4 separate regions of the Mus musculus genome follow, and all the other regions are linked to region 1. The links are chromatin contacts, called in public promoter capture Hi-C maps. All regions are on one chromosome and are shown on one strand. Each heading gives the region's core, a stretch centred on a gene start, on an enhancer-like site or on the middle of the called end of the contact. The rest is flanking DNA. Distances are from core to core; before and after follow the strand shown.

What was found. Promoter capture Hi-C pulls out the DNA fragments that hold promoters and counts their contacts.
Region 2: a promoter capture Hi-C map of liver shows a contact between it and region 1, with 4 times the contacts expected there. The contact joins the promoter of Pigh here to the promoter of Rab15 in region 1. A contact is called at or near these places in 5 of 39 promoter capture datasets (embryonic stem cells, hippocampal neurons, liver and 1 more) and 2 of 115 datasets of contacts at active chromatin or transcription factors (astrocytes and large pre-B cells).
Region 3: a contact with region 1 is called in a promoter capture Hi-C map of cranial neural crest. The contact joins the promoter of Plek2 here to the promoter of Rab15 in region 1. A contact is called at or near these places in 1 of 39 promoter capture datasets (cranial neural crest), 1 of 484 Hi-C or Micro-C datasets (pro-B cells) and 1 of 115 datasets of contacts at active chromatin or transcription factors (astrocytes).
Region 4: a contact with region 1 is called in a promoter capture Hi-C map of embryonic stem cells, with 3 times the contacts expected there. The contact joins the promoter of Eif2s1 here to the promoter of Rab15 in region 1. A contact is called at or near these places in 4 of 39 promoter capture datasets (cranial neural crest, embryonic stem cells, liver and 1 more) and 1 of 115 datasets of contacts at active chromatin or transcription factors (astrocytes).

The regions. Positions count from the first base shown.
Region 1 is chr12:76,821,074-76,823,921 of GRCm38.p6, reverse strand. It overlaps Rab15 (RAB15, member RAS oncogene family), which reads left to right and starts at 1,398. Exons shown (of 7, transcript NM_134050.5): 1 at 1,398-1,728. The coding sequence starts at 1,605. Gm34988 (a long non-coding RNA gene) reads right to left here. Exons shown (of 2, transcript XR_381699.2): 2 at 2,022-2,848.
Region 2 is chr12:79,088,174-79,091,021 of GRCm38.p6, reverse strand. Pigh (phosphatidylinositol glycan anchor biosynthesis, class H) reads left to right here and starts at 1,352. Exons shown (of 4, transcript NM_029988.2): 1 at 1,352-1,582. The coding sequence starts at 1,403. 9230116L04Rik (RIKEN cDNA 9230116L04 gene) reads left to right here. Exons shown (of 3, transcript NR_110486.1): 3 at 1,037-2,317.
Region 3 is chr12:78,905,485-78,908,332 of GRCm38.p6, reverse strand. Plek2 (pleckstrin 2) reads left to right here and starts at 1,395. Exons shown (of 9, transcript NM_013738.3): 1 at 1,395-1,442. The coding sequence starts at 1,401.
Region 4 is chr12:78,860,622-78,863,469 of GRCm38.p6, reverse strand. It overlaps Eif2s1 (eukaryotic translation initiation factor 2, subunit 1 alpha), which reads right to left and starts at 1,398. Exons shown (of 8, transcript NM_026114.3): 1 at 1,290-1,398. Atp6v1d (ATPase, H+ transporting, lysosomal V1 subunit D) reads left to right here and starts at 1,832. Exons shown (of 9, transcript NM_023721.2): 1 at 1,832-2,051. The coding sequence starts at 2,011.

The DNA of each region.
Region 1 (2,848 bases), core at 149-2,648:
ATGTGTCTCACCCAAGAGCCCCCATCATGCCTTTGAAACCCAGCAAAAACCAAATGCAGAGAAATGCACCTCTGTGTGTGTGTGTGTGTGTGTGTGTGTATACACATATATATTAATTATCACATTTATACATGCCTATCTGTGCATCGCATGCATGCCTGGCACCTGCAGAGACTAGAAGCAGATGTCGGAACCCCTAGAACTCAAGTTAAGCTGCTGTATGGGTACTGTACTGAGAACTGAACCTCTGGAAGAGCAGCCCTTGTTCCCAACCTCTGAGCAGTCTCACACCTGGGAATCTTAATGGCCAGTCTAGGATCTGTTCCTTAAATAAAAGTAGCAAACATGTTTAGGGGTTTCCCTTCATTTAGGCACATTGCTTGAAATGTAGTTCATTTCAAGACAATAAATAGGCTTATCATTTTCCTTGATCCATTTCTCCTACTGACAAATTCATTTTCCATCTAATATTTAGCTTGAACACACACGTGCACATGCACTCCCACACACTCACACAGTCGTTGCTTTTTAAAGACCCAGTAGACTAGACTTGCTCTCCCCTAATACTAGTTCTCAAGAGCAGGCAATTTTCTGAACCCCAGAGAGGATTGATTTTCCTCTCTGGTGCTAACACATTTGGCAGCAGTAAACTGGGTCTCTAGAGAGGACAATTCATTCTTGGGTACCATTTGTATACAGAAATAAATATTTGGTAATCCGAGAACCTACCCTAGCAATCTAGACCCAAAGAAAACTTTACAGGAACCTCCTCCAAATAATTTTGCAACTTGGATTTCATTTTTAATGATAATTTATCTGTCTACTCTGAAGAACTGAACAATGAATGGGTCAGCGGGTGTTTTCCCGGTTTAAGAGGTGGGAGGGCATGACATAAGTCACTGTTGTGGGGCGGCCAAATGGCAATGACAGTTAATTCCGCAACACACCGGAGTGTTGGTGAAGGGAAGGGCGGTCCAATCCAGACCCTGATGAAGGCCTTCCAACTAGGGGTGAGCCCAGGTGGACCTGCCACTCATAAGCTGGGCCAGGCCGCTGAAGGGGCAACCTAGGTAGGGTGGAGTGATCAAGATCAGGCTTTGATCGAGGAGAAGAGATGGGACCGGGAAGTCAAGGTTGGGGATCTGGGCTGGGTGGGCGCTCATTCCAACTCCGCCTCTCAGATCGTCGGCGGAAAGATGCAGACGTATCCCTTCCGAACCCTGCCCGGGTCCGGGCACCCCAGGGCTTGAGAGCAGAGCTGGGATCCCGCCCCGGGCGGCCGCGGGGACCCCGACGCTCCCCTCCCCCGCTCCCGCTGCAGCGGCGGTGCAGGGGACGGGCGGAGGGCCGGGCAGGGGCGGCAGCCGCAGCTGTCCCCTCCCACCTCCCGCCAGCGCGAGCTTCCCCGCGACGCGCTCCCGCCGCAGCCGCGCTTCCCCGCGCCAGCGAGCCAGCGAGCGAGCGGGCGAGGCCAGCGCGGGGGCCGGGCCGCTTCCTTCTCGCCACCGCGGCGTCCTGGGGCTGGCTCCAGCCGCGATGGCAGAGGCTGAGCGGGGCTGAGCCCGCAGCCGCCCGCAGCCCTCGGGCCCCCTTGAGTCCCTGCCATGGCGAAACAGTACGATGTGCTGTTCCGGCTACTGCTGATCGGGGACTCCGGGGTTGGCAAGACATGCCTGCTGTGCCGCTTCACCGACAACGAGTTCCACTCCTCGCATATCTCCACCATCGGTAAGGGGCGGTGGCCCAGGGGCGCCCTATTCTCCCCTCCCGGTGGTTGCTTCTTTATCCCCAGCCCGGAAGGGATTGTGCGCCCCTTAAGGTAGAGGCGGTGGCGCGGGAGGCCAGGGATAGGGAGTGCATACACCTAGGGGTGTGAGGTTCCTCCCCCCCCCACACACACACTGGGGCCCTGAGACTGGGTTCCTACAGGTGAGGGGTATATGCTGCCTACAGTCATGGTCTAAAGATGGGAGTTCTGCCTTCTGGCAGGGGAGCCTTCCGATCCAAGATCCAAGATGAGAAAACAGGCGGGTGTAGGCCAGAGTGCCCTGAGACAGGGCAGCGAGATTCACAGCCAGTGAAGTGATATACCCACAGCTCCAAATGAAGGGAGGAGAACGGAATCAAAATGAGGACCAGGCAGTAAGTCACTGAGGTACCCTTAGTTTTAGGGTGAGTCGGTGTGGAGCCAGGATAGGAGTGGACAGAGGCAGACTCAGTAGTGAAGGGAAAGTCACAAGGTGGGACGCCTGGAGGACAGGGATACCACAGTGCAAGAAGGAAGATACGGGTGGGCAGAGACTGTTTGAAGGACGGTGGGAAAATCGGAAATGTCCATGCAGAGCAGAGGGTCAGCAAGTAGGCAGGCCCTACATGAGACCCGGACAAAGGCCTGGTTGGTACCCTGGCAAGGCCATTGAGGGCCACTCTGAGAGTGACTCAGTGGTCTCTCCTTCATGGGCAAGGCAAGGTCCTCTCTTCCAGGACGTCTGCCTTGAGGGGATTCCACCCATATCTGACACCAGGGTACCACACTTGGTCAGCTGTGGAGGATCCTTCTCGTGGCTCCTGACAGAAACAACCTGCTGACAACCTGGTCATCCAGTAGGAATCCTCTCCTAGAAGGCCCTGCTGCCTTCGGGGAGGACTCCAGCTCTCCTTGAGAGCTTCCTCTTAAGGCTTTCTTCTTCTCCCTTCACACTCCTCCCCCAACACACACTCCTTGCCAAGAGAGAAGGTGAGGGTAGTTGCAGTCTGGAGAAACAGAGCCTTGTAGTTGAGGCAGGCATGGCCTTGACATGTATGTGACGCTGACTGAGTGCTGGAGGTCCCTCTCATTGCGCTCGTA
Region 2 (2,848 bases), core at 103-2,602, 2.3 Mb before region 1:
ATTTGTTTCTCCATTATTCATATTTATAGTGACTCAAGTTCTAAGAATAAATTCAAAACAGTGGAAATAATTACATCATCAGAAGTATGATTGTCTGTGCACTGCCACAGTAGTGCTCCATCCATGCAAATATATGGTTGGCAAACAGCATCTATTAGTGGCTCCCCCAGTTACCTTTCCCTAGTGATAAGTACTTGAAGAACCAGCCTGCTTCCATATTAGGCTTGAAAGTCATCTTACAGTGAAGACAATCTAGGTTCATTCTTGTTTATGAGTAAACCTGTTTTTCAAGGATTGAGCTATGCCCCACCTGTGACCTTAACTACAAATGGTTCTGTACTGCTTGTTCCAAGAATGCAATCACGTCTTTGTTTCAAAAAGTTGTTTATAGTCATCTTGCAACCTGACCTTTGCTTCAAAGGGTTATATAGCTACCTTGTTAGGCCCATCTTTGCAACCTTGTGTCTCTGTTCCAGAGGGACTTACTTGCTATGCTTGTGTGCTGCTCCTATAACTATATTTTGACAGACAAACCCCTCATTTGGAAACCTTCCTATCCCTGAGCTATAAAAGCCTGCCTTCACATCCAAAGCTGAACCCCATCTCAGGAGGAGGCAGCCCGTGTATGTGAATTTTTAAAGCTTGCTTTAATTAATTTGGTCATGATGATTTGGGTGGCGGTCTTTCTCCTCTCGTTTTTTTTTTTTTTTTGGATTAATATACTCTTTAGCAGCTGAGCCATCTGCCCAACTCAAAGCCTACCTTCTCTTCCCATGCATCCTAGCCTTGCTAGTTTTTTGATTCCTGTGACTGAAACCCATTCCAGCCTCCAACTTTGTTTTTTCCTGGTCCTTCTTTCTGGAGACTACCCCCACCTCCACCCCAACTCCCCACAGAACAGTGTGGCCCTTGTAGGTTTAATGGCGAAGACCTTTAAGACCTTTACTTAAAGCTGCCCAGACCTTCTACTAGTCTGAACATTTTTGTCAATAACACTACTTAAGTTACGTCTATTTTTTTTTTTTTTTCCTACTAGGAAAGAAGCTATGTAGAGACAGAAATCTTCAGTACCTAAAATCCCTTCGCAGGGAAATGAATGAATGAATGAATGAATGGTTACACCTGCAGACCATTTTGGGGGAGTCTTTCTGGCGTAACAATATAAATGAGTCAGTCAAATGAACAGAGATCTTAATCTGCCCAAAACTGGTGCCGCGGTTCTGGGGAGTTTGGGCTAAGGATAAACTGGGAGAACTTGCTGCAAGTCCCAGCCCTGCTCTCAGTGAGCGACTACGGCTGCGCGGACAGGCAGGGCTCAGCCGCTTCCGGGATGGTCGGGAGCCAACGAGACTTCGAGCCTCCGGGTGGGCTAGAGCGGCGCGACATTCAGGTGTGTGCGGCCATGGAGGACGAGAAGAGCTTCTCCGATATCTGCGGCGGCCGCCTAGCCCTGCGGTGCCGCTACTACTCACCGTACTGCCGCGAGTTCGGCCTCAGCTCGGCTCGGCTGTCGCTGTGCTCGCTCACCGCGGTCACCTGCGCGGTGTGGCTGGCGGCCTACGGGCTCTTCACCCTGTGCGAGGTAAAGGCGGGCGCTCGGCCGGCGCAGGCAGCTTGGAGAGGTCTCGGGGCTGACCCGTGGGTCCGGGAGGGTGGGGACTCCCTGGATCAGGGTCGCCGTTCCACGGCAGGACTGCCCTCCCTCCCCGAGAAGTTTGTGCTTCTGGACGTTCTACCACAGTGGACCTACTTGCCCTGCTCATTCATGGAACATAACCTCCTCAGAGAACTCAGTGCATCCTCCCGCATCACTTACTGGGTACCAAAGCCAACGGATAGCAGGCGTGCGACAGAATTACAGAAAAGTTTTTGCCTCCACAACTGTGCAGTACAGAATCTCCACCTAATATCTGTTTCTCAAGGCCAGGTCAACTACCATCCCCTCTCCCAACCCTTCCCCAGTTTAAGTGCATTTTCTAAAGTGTTGCCAGGTCTAAGACACGAGGGTTTTCTATGCTCAGTTTTCAGACTTTCTAATCTTTTTTCCCCCCGAGCCTCATTTTTAACATCTCTAAGTTGAAATTAATGGTTCAAAATATTGCGAAGGTCAACTGCTATTATTTTGTGACAGTTCCCAAGCAAAAAGAGTCATCCGATTGGCCTTTGTTCAGGATGTTCTGTTCTGTTTTAACTCCCTGTATAGCCCTAAAATGAATATATTATTCCAGGAGTGATCTTAATAGAGCCAGTACACCAGAACTGTTTATTTCTGCAATTTTCATATTGTTTGTATTAAAACATCCCTTAGCTTTTTTCTATTCTTTTGCTATTATTATTATTCTTACTTTGTCTGGACTGGAAGGCTCTATGTGGAGCCTGCCTCTGCCTCCCTAGGGTTAGGATCAAAGGTGTGTGTCATCATACCTGGTTCAATCACATTTATGCTATCAAAGTGTGTGGCAGAGCATCATAATTTGCACAGATTTTCATAGATGAAGTTAAGTCCCCTCACTGAGGGTCTGGGGAATGAATGGCTCATCAGATGACTGCAGCGACTGCCAAACCTGACCACCTAATGCCAAACCTGACCACCTAATGCCAAACCTGACCACCTAAGCCGAATCCCCAGAACCCACATGATGGGAGGGAAGAATGGATTCAAAAAAATTGTCCTCTGACCTCTGCACAATAAATAAATATAAATAGTAGGGGCTGGTGTGGTGGTGCACACCTTTAATCCCAGCACTAGGGAAACAGAGGAAGGAACATCTCTGAATTCAAGGCCAGCCTGGCTACATCAGTCTACATTACCAGCTCCAGAACAAACCAAGGCTACACAGTGAAACCC
Region 3 (2,848 bases), core at 146-2,645, 2.1 Mb before region 1:
GTCCAAGCGTTCCTGCTGTCTGTTTTCTTCTGGTTGAGCTGGGTTTATGTCATCGCGGTTCCTTGGTAGGTTGGTGGTGCAGTCATGACAGACTGGGGAAGACAGAGGAGGTGAGTCACACTGAAGGTCCAGTGAATCAGACGGGGTGGGCTGGGACAGGGGTTTCCCTCAAAGGAAGCGCCTTAGCTGTTCCTGGGAGAAACACCACCAGGAGAAAAAACCAACTTCCCCCCTTTCAGAGAACCCACTTAAGAACCCGTTTTCTAAAGAAAAGGCCCAGTCCATGCCTCCTAAAAGGAGTAGACAGGTATAGGATCTGACTTTCCCAGCTTCTCCTACTCTGGGTTTGAGCCCTTCTGGTATTCGGAAGCACGATTTCTTCCAATGCCCTGGTGTGATATGGTTCCGAGTGACTTCAATGGCTTCAAGTTTCAGTTTCCTGGAAAACACATTATTTGCCTCCTGGAGTTGGGGTATAATTGCAAATAAAACCTAGCACTATTGGAAAGAGAATGGAACCTCTGTTGTCTTTGGATTTAAAATCTAGGAAGCTGTTACCTGGCAACACAACACTGCCAGATCTCTTGCTTTACAGGTGAAGATGTATGTTTGTCACAGACCGCAGGGGCATGTGGGGCAGAGCCCAGCATAGGGACACTAGGGTGTGCTGGGAGCCAGACTGAAGGGCATCTCTGTCTTTCCATTACCGGCAGTTCTCTCTCTCTCTCTAATCCAGACACCCCAGGGCCTTTGTCCTGCCTAGCAGGTGTTCCCTCTGCTGAGCAAAGATATCAGGGATTCTATGCAGATCAGCACCACTGTCGTTTTCTTGTTTCAGGTGCCAACATGATGTGGTAGAACGTTGTGTTGATTCTATCGGGATATTTTCTTCATCATAGGCGTTAATTTTTATTTTAAAATATCGTATTACAATATGACTTACACGGATGACTCGATTATTTTGCACGCTCTTTAAACTCACCCAGAATTGCTAAAATCTGATTCTTTTTGGTTGTTTGCTTTTGAGATGAGGATGGTGTGATGTACACATTGAGGTGAGAATGTGTTCTGTAGACTATGCCAGTCACCTTAAACTTGAGATTCTCGTACTTGCTCTATACACTCCTCTGCCTCTCAGGAAAGGCTCAGAACTATAGACAGAGGTCCAGGGTCGTGTTCTTGGGCGATCACCGCGGGCCGTGCGGGGTAGGGTTGGCACACTGGGCACCTGGCGTGGGAAGGTCGGAGCAGAAGTCCCGACCGGGCCAGACTTCCTGCCCGCAGGGCGGGAGGCTCTGGCACTGGATGTGCGCCAGGGGGCGTCTCCGGGAGGGAGTGGCTTCCTGGGCGCGGGCGGCGTCGGCGGTGGAGCGCGGGGACAGCTCACCTGGACTGGCGACATGGAGGACGGCGTGCTCAAGGAAGGCTTCCTCGTCAAGAGGGTGAGTGTGTTCTGGCCTCGCGCCCGCGTGGCCGTGGGGACAGCGGGGCGAGCAAGTGTTGGACAAGGTGACGAGCTGGCGAAGTGCTCCCACTGGCCAGCGGATCTGGCATGCACAGGCTGGTCCTGCTTGGTTCAGGGCTTACTCTCTCCGGTGGATCTCTTAAAACAATTTACTGGAATTGAGGGCGAAGCCAGGGACAGGACCCATGGTTAGCATACTCAAGGCCCTGGATTTGGTCCACAGCAACACACCACACACACACACACACACACACACACACACACACACACACACACACCACACCACACTGTATTAAAGTACCATAAAGTGGTGTGGGTGCAGGGTGGAGAGAGCATAGTTAAAAGGTACGGCTGGAAAGTAGGAATGACCTTCTGTGGTAGAGAGTTAACTGTGGCTGACCGCAGTTAAGAGTATATTCTCACGTAGCTAAGGGGATTTTAAATGTTTCCAACACCAAGAAACGTTAATAAATGTTTGAGGTGATGGAGCTGCCAGTTACCCTTATGCGATCATTGCATGCCGTGCCTATGATTGACAACCCAATGTATGTGCTCCATGCATATGCACAGCCATGTCTCAATTAAGTATGATATTGAAATATAAGGCACCATGGATATGCCGTGCAATTTACAGCTTGAAAGGAAAGAAGGCACCACCCTTCCCTCCCTCCCTCCCTCCCTCTTCTCTCTCTCTCTCTCTCTCTCTCTCTCTCTCTCTGCTCAAGACTGAGCATCAGCAAGGCGAAATAGCTTGTCTAGCGTAGGTGAGTATTAGATAGGACATGAACTCCATCCTTAGTCCTCCCTCATCACCCTTGTTGAAGAAGCAAGAGTCCAACCAGGGACAGTGGGACTCCCAGGATGCCTAGGGTCAAGGTAGAAAATGAACGAAAGAACCTAAAAGAGGAACTTTTACAGTTTGGTGCATTCAGAAAACCTTGGATTTGATCTCTAACTTCTAAAACAATTACTTTAACATTGATGTCAATACTGAATATTTATGTTAGTATAATAGCATGCATAGTATGCATATAGATATACATGTGTGTATGTGTATATATGTATACACACATATATGCATGTATTTGTATGTATATGTGTGTATATGTATGTATATGAGTATATATGCATGTATATGTGTGTATATGTGTGTATATGTATGTATATGTATGTGTATGTATATGTATATGTGTATATGCATATGTATGTATATGTGTGTATATGTATGCATATATATATGTATTGGCGGCTGAGCCCTTTGGCTACTGTTCTGGGCTGACAGTCTCAGGAAGCTTGGTGATGAAGGGTAAAAAACTGTCCTCCTCATTGGTTTACTGGGTTACATCAGCCCCATTAGCCCTGAAGGTTCAAGTCCCTTTCATC
Region 4 (2,848 bases), core at 149-2,648, 2.0 Mb before region 1:
AAGTTTCCCTGTATCACACACAGTATGACAATGTTAAGGGCTCTCCCACCCCCCCTTTAGAGACAGGGTTTCACTGTGCAGCTCTGGCTGGCCTCAAGCATTTTCAGTGCTGGGATTAAAGATATGTGTACCTCACACCTCTCACAAGGGATCCCACTTCTGTAGTTAATGCCATACAGACTGTATGTGTTCTGATGTAAACAAACAAAAACACACTTCAAAGCTAGTTTCAAATACCTTGCATTATTAGTATTTTGCCCCTGTTAACTTCTAGAGTCGGTACATTGTCATGTCACCATAGCAGATATGGGCAATGAACATTCCAAAATAAAATGTACCACGCTGGGAAAACGCTGTTCAGCTCTAAAGTTTACTAGTACAACTAAGTCTTTTGAGAATCAGGGCCCACCATCTGGCATCATAGGCACAGAAAAAGCACTACAATTTCATAACTGACATTTTTGATGAACTGTCGAGGGTCTCCACCTCTTTAACAACAACTTGAGGAGGAGAAAAATCAAGACTTTTCTGATGTACCCTTTCTTCAAGAAACAATGTTTGTTCCTTAGTGGAAATTAAAGCATCCTAAATATAAGGGGGTGTTTAAGAGCCCCAATGCGAGTACACACTTAACTCTAAAGTTTTACGCTTTCAGCGTCCATAATTACAAAACTCCAGTTTTATTTTCGCAGTTACCCAAACAGGGCAAATAACTTCAACAGCTGATTTTAAATTCCAGGAATTCACTCATACAGAAATGCACAGCTAGAGCGAAAACTTAACGACCTCAACACTAATAGTTCCATTTTGGACTTTTTTTTAACTTAAATATGGTGGTTTATCCTATTGTTTCTTTGGCGAAAAGTTCAGTCTCCACAGAGAGAAAAGTTTTGGCAGTATCTTGGGGCTGAAAAGAAGGATAAAAGAAAGAAAAAAAAAAAAAGCCCAAATTCTCCGGTCCGGTAAAAGCAATCGTCTTGAACTAGGAGTGGGACTGGAGTCGAGGGTTCTCCAGAGGCCTCCCCACCACAAGACATCTTTAAGGAGGCTGTAAAAATCTACTTGGCCCACGTTCCTTCAGGGGTTCCTCCGCCCGTCCAGCCACGTTTCTGGCTCGCAGGAGCAGACACCGGCTGGCGAGAGGGCGCAGGAAATCACCAGCGGGCGGTGGCGACGGGGTCCAGACACTTCCCGCGCAAGAACGGGAAAGGGGGGGTAGCCCGGGGCCTAGCCGCACTGGACAAAACCAAGGCGAATCCTCGGGGAGAGCAAGCTGCGGGGCCGGTCACCTGAAGTGGATGTGTGAATCCCGAAGTAGGGTCCCACGCCGTGCTGCTTAGTGGCAACGAGGAGACTCGGAACACCAACCCCGGACGCCGAAGCTCCTCAGCGTGCGCTTCGCCCAACCCAGCGCGCATGCGGAGCCACCTCTCACTGCGCAGGCGCCGACAGAAAAGGATCCTTCGTTGCCACTAACCATAGAGTCTTGGTCCTCCTAATATGGGCGGTGTGAACCAAGGGACGAGCTGAAGAGTCACTGCCCCTGGTATTTATAGATTTTTTTGCGGAGGGAACTTGCTAGGTTTAAAGGAGAGGTAAGTTTCTGTTTCTTGCTCCAGGATGATCGCTTTAAGTTTTAGTCAACCAAGAGAGGGCGCTGTGACGAATGGCGGAAAGCCGAGGAAGAGGAGGAGCGTGATCCTCTCCTGACCCATCCCTCAGAGCGTGCTGGGTGCCGGCGACTCGCCGGAGGGAGGGGCGGTGGAGAGACCCGGAATTCCGGACTGTGCGCGCTTCCACATCCGGGCATTCCGTCTCCTCCCCCTCCCTCAGTCCTCGCCCAACAGGAACCGGAAGTGGGAACCGGTTTCCTGGTTGCCTCTTAGCAACGCAGTTGTCAAGTGACCCGGTCAGCTGACTCCCGTGGAGGCGGGCACTGGGGTAACCGGTTCTGGAGGTGTTGCGGTCCCGATTGTCTCGCCGGGGGGCCCGAGCCGAGTCACCGTCAGGATGTCGGGCAAAGACCGGATTGAAATCTTCCCTTCGCGAATGTAAGTTAAAGACTAGGACAAGCGACAACCGTGTTCAGGCACATCTTCCCGGCGCGCATTCCTGCGTACCCTTGGCCACCAGCAAGGTTCCTTGGTTTCTGGGTCGCTCCTTGAGCTTTCCCCAGGGTCTTCGTTTCCTCTGAGTTCCGAGCGAGGTTTCTTTCCAACGCTCCCCTCCCCTGCTGTTTCTGAGAGAAGAGGCCGGAGAAAGTGGTTCCAGTCCACAGGAAAAGGGGGTTCACCTGCTGGCAGCTTTTGGAGGTCGATGCCTTTACTCACTCATTCCGCACACCCTTTGAGCCACACACGGAGTTTACATAACTGAGCCGTCGGCGCCATCTCTACCTCCCAGGGCTCATCATTGCTGAGGATTGAGATGTAGACGCTGAGGTCTGACCAAAGCTCCCAGACGGGAAGTTATGTGACAGGGAAGCAGCTAGAAGGCCCCTCAGCCAAAGTGACATTGAATGTGTCACCCTCTCGCAGCTGTAGGTTTCAGTCTTGGATCCCGTCAAGTGTTATTTGCTGTGGGAAGATATCCCTGCATTTCTGAGGTATTCCTATAGCCCTGTGATGACTGCACTCTTTACGTCTAGCAAGTGTCACTCATGACACTGTCACGCGGGTATTTATTTGGGCTGTCTCCTGGATGAAGGAGGCATCTTTTTAATGCATAGAAGGTCCACAGAAAATTGTTCCTTGAACCCTTGCTTGGGATGTGCTCAGTTACAGGCCGCCTTTCTGCTTTGGGTTAACATCCTTGTTAGGAGAAGTGATGAAGTGAAAACTTGAAGTTT